Regions from separate parts of the Anas platyrhynchos genome. Here region 1 is linked to region 2. The links are chromatin contacts, called in public Hi-C maps. All regions are on one chromosome and are shown on one strand. The core of a region is the stretch at or near the end of the contact, and the rest is flanking DNA. Distances in the headings are between cores, read along the strand shown.

Region 1 (3,988 bases), core at 1,316-3,815, 47 kb after region 2:
TAATACTGCTTAAATTCTTTCTTTTGCTTTGGTTTCCAGTCATCCTTTTGGATTCCAGTCATCCTTTTGTCCAGAAATTTATGTGCTATGAAAAGACCTTGATCTCCTCTGTGCAAAAATTTGCATTATATTAAAATGATGATGGAAGTGTTTAATATTGCTGGATGTACCTCAAAAGAACCACCACTTTCACTAAGCCCTTTCATTTTTCTTTTCCTGCAGTTTGCAGGGAAGAAAAAAAAAAAAGGAAAAAGAAAAAAAGAAAAAAAGAAAAAGCACATAGAGTTTTATGTTCTTAAAATTTAAGTTAAAAGTCTCTGACCAAAGTCTGAGTTTTACAGATACAAGAACAAAGACCAGCACAACTTGATACTGAAAACTAAGAATTAGTACTCCATTAGCCTTTGTGAACATCCTTCACTTCAGTTTAATGTGACTGAATACCTTATCTCTTCATAGACTTTTCCACAGAGATTTCTTGACTACGGAATTAAATGCACTAGCCACTTTCTCTGCTGTCCCTTCTGACCAGCCTAGAAAGCCTACCTGCTCTTTCAACAGTATTTCACTGCAAAGATCAAATAGCAAGAACGCGCTCTTTGAACCGGTTGAGGTCCAGTATTTCACATTTTAGGACAAAGAACTGAAACAAGTATCAGTGAAGGAGTGGTGAGGTACACTTTTCCAGCCTGTTCAAATTGTTATTTATCAAACCTTACGGTTGACACTGGACAAAATTGTACCCTGCCTTGTTGCTCACATAAGGCAACAAGCCCCCTCTCTGCCCAGTATAGAGCCAGCACCTAACGGTGATCCATCAGACCTCAGTCCAAGAGGCCTGGCATAAGGATTTCATCCAATGCAAAGCAACAGAGAAGCAACCTCAGTTTCTCTAAAGCTATTTGAGAGACTCTTAAACTTCACTTCCTCATCTTCAAATGGCATATAAAGCCTGGTAAATTTACAAGAATAAGGATACCAAAAATAGGAATACACCTACCAAGAACAGGAACAGCTTTTAAGCCTTTACACAAAAAGCTACATTTGAAAGATCCACAGCTATGAGACACAAACAAGATGCCTGAGAGTGAGCTGTAATATAAAACAAATACTGGTACCTATTTAGGATAGTCATTGTAACTCACTTGTGCTTTTTTTTTGGTTGTAAATAACATTGCTGTCCCAAACTGATACCACAAAAATCATGCTATGATGCAGTAATGCATTACATGCTATATAAAAATCATGCAGTAATGTCAACTCTATTAGTTACTGGTAATTAATAGGAGAGGCAGATTTTAATGCAGTGATGGCTGTATATTTTTTCATCATGAAAATGAAACTTTGCATATCTGATGAACTCCTGGTTGTGTTAAGTATAAACATACCTACACTGCCCCTGGCTAGTTTATGTGACAAGCTCAACACTGTACGTGAGCCAGAGAATATGAGATTCTTTCTACATGATAGACAGATCAATATGCATTAGAAATATCCATGCTTTTAGAGTGTTTTTGTTTTGTTTTGTTTTTAATCTGCAACTTGAATGCCATGGAGTTAAGATGATAAATTCAAGATCATAAACTATACAGTCTATGCCCATGACTTTTCAATGTTGTTTGGCAAATCATTGCAAAATGAATCCCATGAGAATCAACTTATCTCATGGTACAGGATGTTTACACCTGCTAAATCTGCTATTTTCTCTACACTCAAGACAGCCAAAGGGAAAAGGCAGGCTCTGCAGAAGGCAGTGGAAAGTGGGCTTCTTTTTCTTTCTGTTGGCTTGAGAGGCATTGCGGGTGCCCAAGTTAGAAATCTAACATGTTAAAGTGAATATCCTCTTTATGTAACAGAATAACTGGTTATTAATTTGTGGCCTCTGGCTTAAAAAATATTAATTAGAAGTTAGTAGAAAACTAATCAATGCTTTTTTTTTTTTTTTTTTTTTTTTTTCTGATATACTCTGCATAAACATGCACAGAGAGTAAAGACTCTCTTGTTAGCTGCTTAGCATGGCCTTCTCAGTCCGTACGATGACCACAGACAGACTTCCAACAGTTTTCTCATTAGTCTTCTCTTTGAGCACTTTGCTTTCTCTGCATCTGTCAGGAGACCAGAATGGGCTCTCTGAAAATTCTGGAGACAGATCTTTTATTTATAACTCATGCCAAGCAATATCGGCTGCCTGGGAGCAGGAATCAAATCTCTAACTATTAAGTAAACACTTGCTGCAGACTTCATATTCTAGCTGAAGGTTAATCACCAAGCAGTTTACAAAACATGAGCTAATCCAAAGGCCAAAGGTGAAATCCTATGGTCTCTGAAGTATGTGAGAGTTTCCGTAAGGCCAGGATTGCTGTCCCAATTACCTCGTGTGTCTGTATGAACATACATGTTCTTGTAAATTCACATGATTTGACATAGGAAGAGGCTACAGATGCACCCCCACCCTCCACTCTCATGCTGAAGACAGGAACCACTTCCACTTTTGAGAGGCAGTTCATTTAGCTAGCCTTGCCCAGCTGAAACACACTTCTGTGTACCTGCCCTTGAAGGGGACAGCACGCTCAAGGTCCACAACAAACAAGTCTTTACTGCCCAAGGGACAGACCATAAAATAAATTCAAACGCTCTTTGTGTTTGCTGTTACCTTCTTGGCCGGCTTTGGACAGCAATGTTTCCAGCATGTGAGCACACAATTTCTCTCCAAAGGCTCCCTGCTTGCTCTGGCAGCACAGGGGGCCAAGGCTCTGTTTGTGCAGCCTTGCTTCCCGCACTGACATTGTGCCACCAGTGGGAGATGCTCCCCAGGTCACTAGCATCACCTGGAGCAGGTGAACACCACTTTCCAGCAGAGCAAAGTTTACTGTCAGTTTTCCAGGAATTCAACATAATACTGGCACAGTCAATAACTCCTGCACTCAAAATCACCCAAAGCTCACAAGTTCAGTGTTCCCTTTACTTGTCTCAAAGCATTGATCAATGCCTATTCCATCAAAGTCCTAAAATGATATTGCCATTTTCCTCTGTTCCCAATGACCCAAATATCTCTTTCTCTCTTTTTTTTTTTTTTTTTTTTTTTTCTTTATCTTTCCTTGCTGGCCATGGAAGAGAGGAGGCACACAGAGAAGTGTACTGAAAACGAAGCAGACTGTCATCTGTATTTGTGCTGCCCGTAAATACTGGTATAAACACAGGCCAGTTAATAGACTAGCTTTCATTCACCTACAGATTTCAAAGTACCGAAATAGCTTGATCATTTCAAAATGCCAGTAAATATCTCACAAGAATTACCACAAATCTCTGGTATTCGAGCTATGCGCAGACTTACAGGTAGCTCTGCTCCCGCTATAAAATATTCTATAGCTGCTGCTTTGGCTTAAAACAACCTCAGCAACAATTCCCCTCCCAGCCTCCCCTTCACAAAACACAGCTGTTAACTGCAAACTGAAGAACACACACACACACAAAAATCACCCAAATTGCCCAATGATCATTACTGTTCAATCAAGGTAAATTGTGCAACATCCACAGCCACCGCTTCAGAGCCTCCCATCTCAGAAAAGAAAATCAGTGTCTGTGGTATTACATCCCCCCCTTCATCTTCACGGAGCTGAAGGCATTCCACAGGCAGTTTTATTTCTGAGAGCACTGATTTTCTATCGATCTGCTCTGGCCTGGATTTGAAATAGGATACTATATGAAATTGGATCCTGGGAGCCTCAAACAAGCCCAGGCTTGCAGAGGAGGTTAAACAAAAGGAAAAAGAAGTTTTTTTTTAAACACACGGTGCTAGTAAAACTAATTTTAAAGTGCCCTCTATTTCTCTCGACTGGAAGTAATATATTACCTCTATAAAGTCTTTTATATCAAGCTCTTTAAATTCTTTATTACTTATACAATACCGTTGGTGCACACCTCGCCTTAGAAATATGCATTTTAATGGTCAACCAAAGCGATCCAAACCACCAAGGTAATTAAGACT
Region 2 (3,839 bases), core at 946-3,445:
GAAGATGTAAGCTTTGTTTCTTCTACTTAATCCTCTCATTTAAACCTACTACTGGCAGCTACAAAGCTACTTTGAAAGTCTGAATTTGGCCTTCTTTCACATTCAGAGAGTTCAGCCTGACTCAGTTAAGGAAAATGTCAACATTTGGTAGTTTTCATGCATATACTACTACTTAAGCTTATCTTTTTAGTACTTTTCAGGTTGCTATGTAACTGGAGTTGAGCTACTGGCACACTGCTTCACCAACCAACACCAATCTCATGAGTAACTTAATATCCAGTGAATGGCTTTTTTATGACAAAGTGTTTGTTTCATAATTCTGGCAGGCAGTAACAAGCCCCTTGCCGTCTCTGCAAGTTTTATGTAAACTGAATGGATTTTAAATAGCAGCCCGGCTTACGGTCATCTTCAAAATGCAGAGAAACTCATTTTGGAGATTTTCTAATAGTAGGTCTTAGCCAGAGAGAGTGGTAAAAGCTAAAGCAAGCAGAAAAGCCGGTGAGAATGGTGGCTGTCACAGGCTTCAGTTTTATTCCTGATATGAGATGTATCAGAAGGAATTTGAGATCCTATCACTTCTGTTTATTTTAATGAGCTAATGTGAGCATGGCAAGGGTGGTGTGGTCCTTCCCAGCTTCAAGGGGCTCCTCCTGATGCCTGCCCCAGCTCTGGGAGGAGTGGGCTGACTTCTGAAGGCATCTGTTCCAAGCTACCCACTGCTATTGATGCTGGAGGAGAAGTGAAACAGGAAAGCAAGCTCTGACTTCTCACTACAATTCTTAACCTCCCCATATTTTCTCTCCATCTGATTCCTCTTTGAAGGCTGCTTCAAGTTATCACCCATCACAACATCACTTGTGAGGCAAGTGCTGCATCTGCCTGGCAGGTCAGTATTAAGGAAGCAGATCAGTGCAGCTATTGTGCCCTTCAGTGTTTACCTTCTTCTAAAGAACTCCAAGGACAGGGTTCTGGTACATTTCTTCCCTTAACTCACAGCTGTTCTGAAAACAGCAGTGTGTATTTCAGCATTTATTCTTCTCTTCTCGCTGCTGTCACTTAATTTCTTCCAGCAACGAAGGCCTCCATTCTCCTTTCATCTATCTGGCTCTAAAAGTGGGTGGGACTGCTCATTGTAATTAACTCCTGGAGATGACAGTAATGTAATGCCGTGACAGAGCTCCCAACTTTAGCTATTCATATTTAAGCTGAACAGGTTTTGTAAAAGAAAACTATTATTCCCATTATTTAGAAATGGATGTGTCTATGGGAGCTGCTTGGAAAAAATTAAACTGAAATACCTTCTTTGGCAGAAATTTGCTGCTTTCTGAATTTAAACATCTTACAGAGACAGAATTATTAGGGACCTTCCTAAATGCTCCGTTTGACGCAGACTATCACCAGAAAACTTGTTTTGCTTCAAGGTTGCCCCCATCCTTGTGCTGCCCATGGCATAGCCTGGTGGGGACCTCAGGGCTTTGAAGCAACGTGCCATCATCCTGCCATGCAGGGTGCCAGGCTGCCTGGCCTCACACAGGCAATTTTGAGGCTTGGAGTTCTGTTCCAAATTTGAGCAGAAGCCAAATTAGAAGTACCAACTACCACAAAAAAAAAAAAGTGCAGTAACCTCTCTCACACACTGTACACTGCTAAATGTTTTATCAGTCACTTATCTGGCATGTTTTCCAATGGAGCTTCCAGCCTGAAATCCTTCAGCTAGAATGCAGCATTAACACTGCAGAAATTTATATTAATCTTTTATGAAACAGGAAGAGAACACACTTCCCTCACCATCTTCCCTAGTACTCCACTGTCACAGTCATCATTGTTCTCTCCTTGCTACTGGGACCGGCCTGTTTCCCGTGTCCCACCCTGTGTCCCTGTCGGTGCTGCGAATGGTGGCAGTCTCTCTGTCACCCACCCCATCTCAGAGAACTGCTGGTCCATGTGTGTGAGCCTGACAGCTCCAGTGACCGCAGAGGGAAGTGTTAGGAGCAGGCTACCATGCCAGAAGTCTGGCATCTTTCTCTTCTCCTCCTTTCCTTTTTGCTTTCCTTTTGCCTTTACAAGTCTCCATTGTGCCAGCTGAGAGAAGGGGAACTGAGAAGAGACTGCCTGTTCCTTTCGGAGCACAGTCTGACCTTTCCTGCTGCACCAGCATACAAGGGTGTTTCCCAACACTGTAATTCTTTCCATTGCTTCTTAATTTTTGACAGCAAGACTCATGAAAACCATTGGCAGCTTTACAGATGTGTGAATGCTATTACGTCAGCCACCAGCATCCCAAATCCTGAAAAGCTCTTGCAAAGGCCCAATGGCAGCTTGAGCATCCTCCCTGACATGCAGCTGCTTGACCCTGCAATATTCTGTTGCCAAACATCACAACTTCTTCCAGACCCTGTGGGAGAGCTTCAAAGGAGAACTCACCTCCTATTCCCAATCATTAAAGCATTAAGGATAAAACCACCCTCCAAGTAACAGTCAAACAATTAAGCTCATCAGCCTGGACTTGAGGAAGGTCTTCATTTTTGGAGAGACCTACCTTGACGCCAGAAGAACTGGCAACACTAAAAAATGAAGGACCCCTCTTTGCTTAGCTTTACAACCATCTATATACCTCCTGTTCACCTCAGCTGGAGGGAGCACAAAGCAAAGGGAGGCTGAAGCTGGTAAAAGGAGAACATCCCTTCACCTTCTGTTTTCATCCACCTCCCATCCCCAGCTGCGTTTTCAGTTACTCGTAATATTCTGTTTTCCTTCTGCCTGTAAAGGTGCACACACAAACATGGAGCAGGGGCAGTCCCACTGACTTAGGGTGGTTTCCAGGAATGAGAGAGAAACATTCCAATATCAGGTAAAGTCAAGAGAAAGTTAAACTTGACCTGGTCCTTAAAAAGAGAGTGATACATTACCTTGTCTGTAGTCATCACATATAGATTTTCTTGGGTTTTGTCAAGAACCAGGTCATTCTTTATGGGTTTATTTAGTTCAATAGTAAGAGAGCTGTACTCAGTTGCAGTGGATGACAGGAACACCTGTTTCATGGAAGAAAGAAAGGTGGTAAAGGTTGCTCTTTTTTCAATTATCATTATTGAAAATGCTGTGTTTACTCAAGTTCACAAATTCATATCAGAGAAAACATTTCAATTTGAAGTATTTAGCATCAAAAGCAGCAAGTACAGCAGAAAAGTAATGGAAAAGAAATTGCTCACTGCTCACAATAGCTAATATTTGCATTGATTTTTTTGGAAATACTGATTTATTTGAGTGCTGTAAAATTAAAATTCTCGACTTGGAGCCTCTGCACTTGAAAGTGTTCAAATTTGCTGACCTCCCTTACAATAACCAATTGTATCAGGTTCAAATTACAAACCTCAGAGTGGCACACGGCCATCACTTCCCTTCAACAAAATGACATGCATGGTGTAACAGTCCTGATATTTTAACTCTGCAGACACAGAGACCTTTGAACTACAAGCCCCACAGTCAGAATCTACCAGAGCTCCAACTTTAGCTTTATATCGTCTCTTTGGGCGACCTGGTCTGGTGGGAGGTGTCCCTGCCCACAGCAGAGGGGTTGAACGAGGTGGTCTTTAAGGTCCCTTCCAACCCAAACCATTCTGTGATTCTATGATCTATATTCTATTTACTGAATGGCCAGAATGATTGTAATATTAAAAGTTGCTCTTGAACTAGCATGGGCTTGAACAGAGATAAGGCCAGAGCAGCTGTTAGATTACCTAAGGCTATGAATATAGGGCTCCCAGTAGATATCTAAACCTTTGGGAAAAGTGTTATCCAGGCAATGCTAATTCCAACTGTGTGTTGGAAAGTGGAGGTAT

The links. A called contact is a pair of places that touch in the nucleus more often than the background predicts.
Region 1: a Hi-C map of skeletal muscle shows a contact between it and region 2, with 4 times the contacts expected there. The contact joins two enhancer-like sites. A contact is called at or near these places in 3 of 8 Hi-C or Micro-C datasets (liver, skeletal muscle and small yellow follicle).

The regions. Positions count from the first base shown.
Region 1 is chr1:21,564,431-21,568,418 of IASCAAS_PekinDuck_T2T, forward strand. All of the region lies in intron 2 of PLXNB2 (plexin B2), which reads right to left. Among named protein-coding and RNA genes, the nearest start is that of PLXNB2, 140 kb to the right of the region's middle. Within about 2 kb of position 2,566, at least 1 of the 8 cell types and tissues checked has an H3K27ac peak or open chromatin away from gene starts, as enhancers often do.
Region 2 is chr1:21,517,411-21,521,249 of IASCAAS_PekinDuck_T2T, forward strand. It overlaps PLXNB2 (plexin B2), which reads right to left. Exons shown (of 38, transcript XM_038173392.2): 6 at 2,910-3,032. Among named protein-coding and RNA genes, the nearest start is that of MAPK11, 130 kb to the left of the region's middle. Within about 2 kb of position 2,196, at least 1 of the 8 cell types and tissues checked has an H3K27ac peak or open chromatin away from gene starts, as enhancers often do.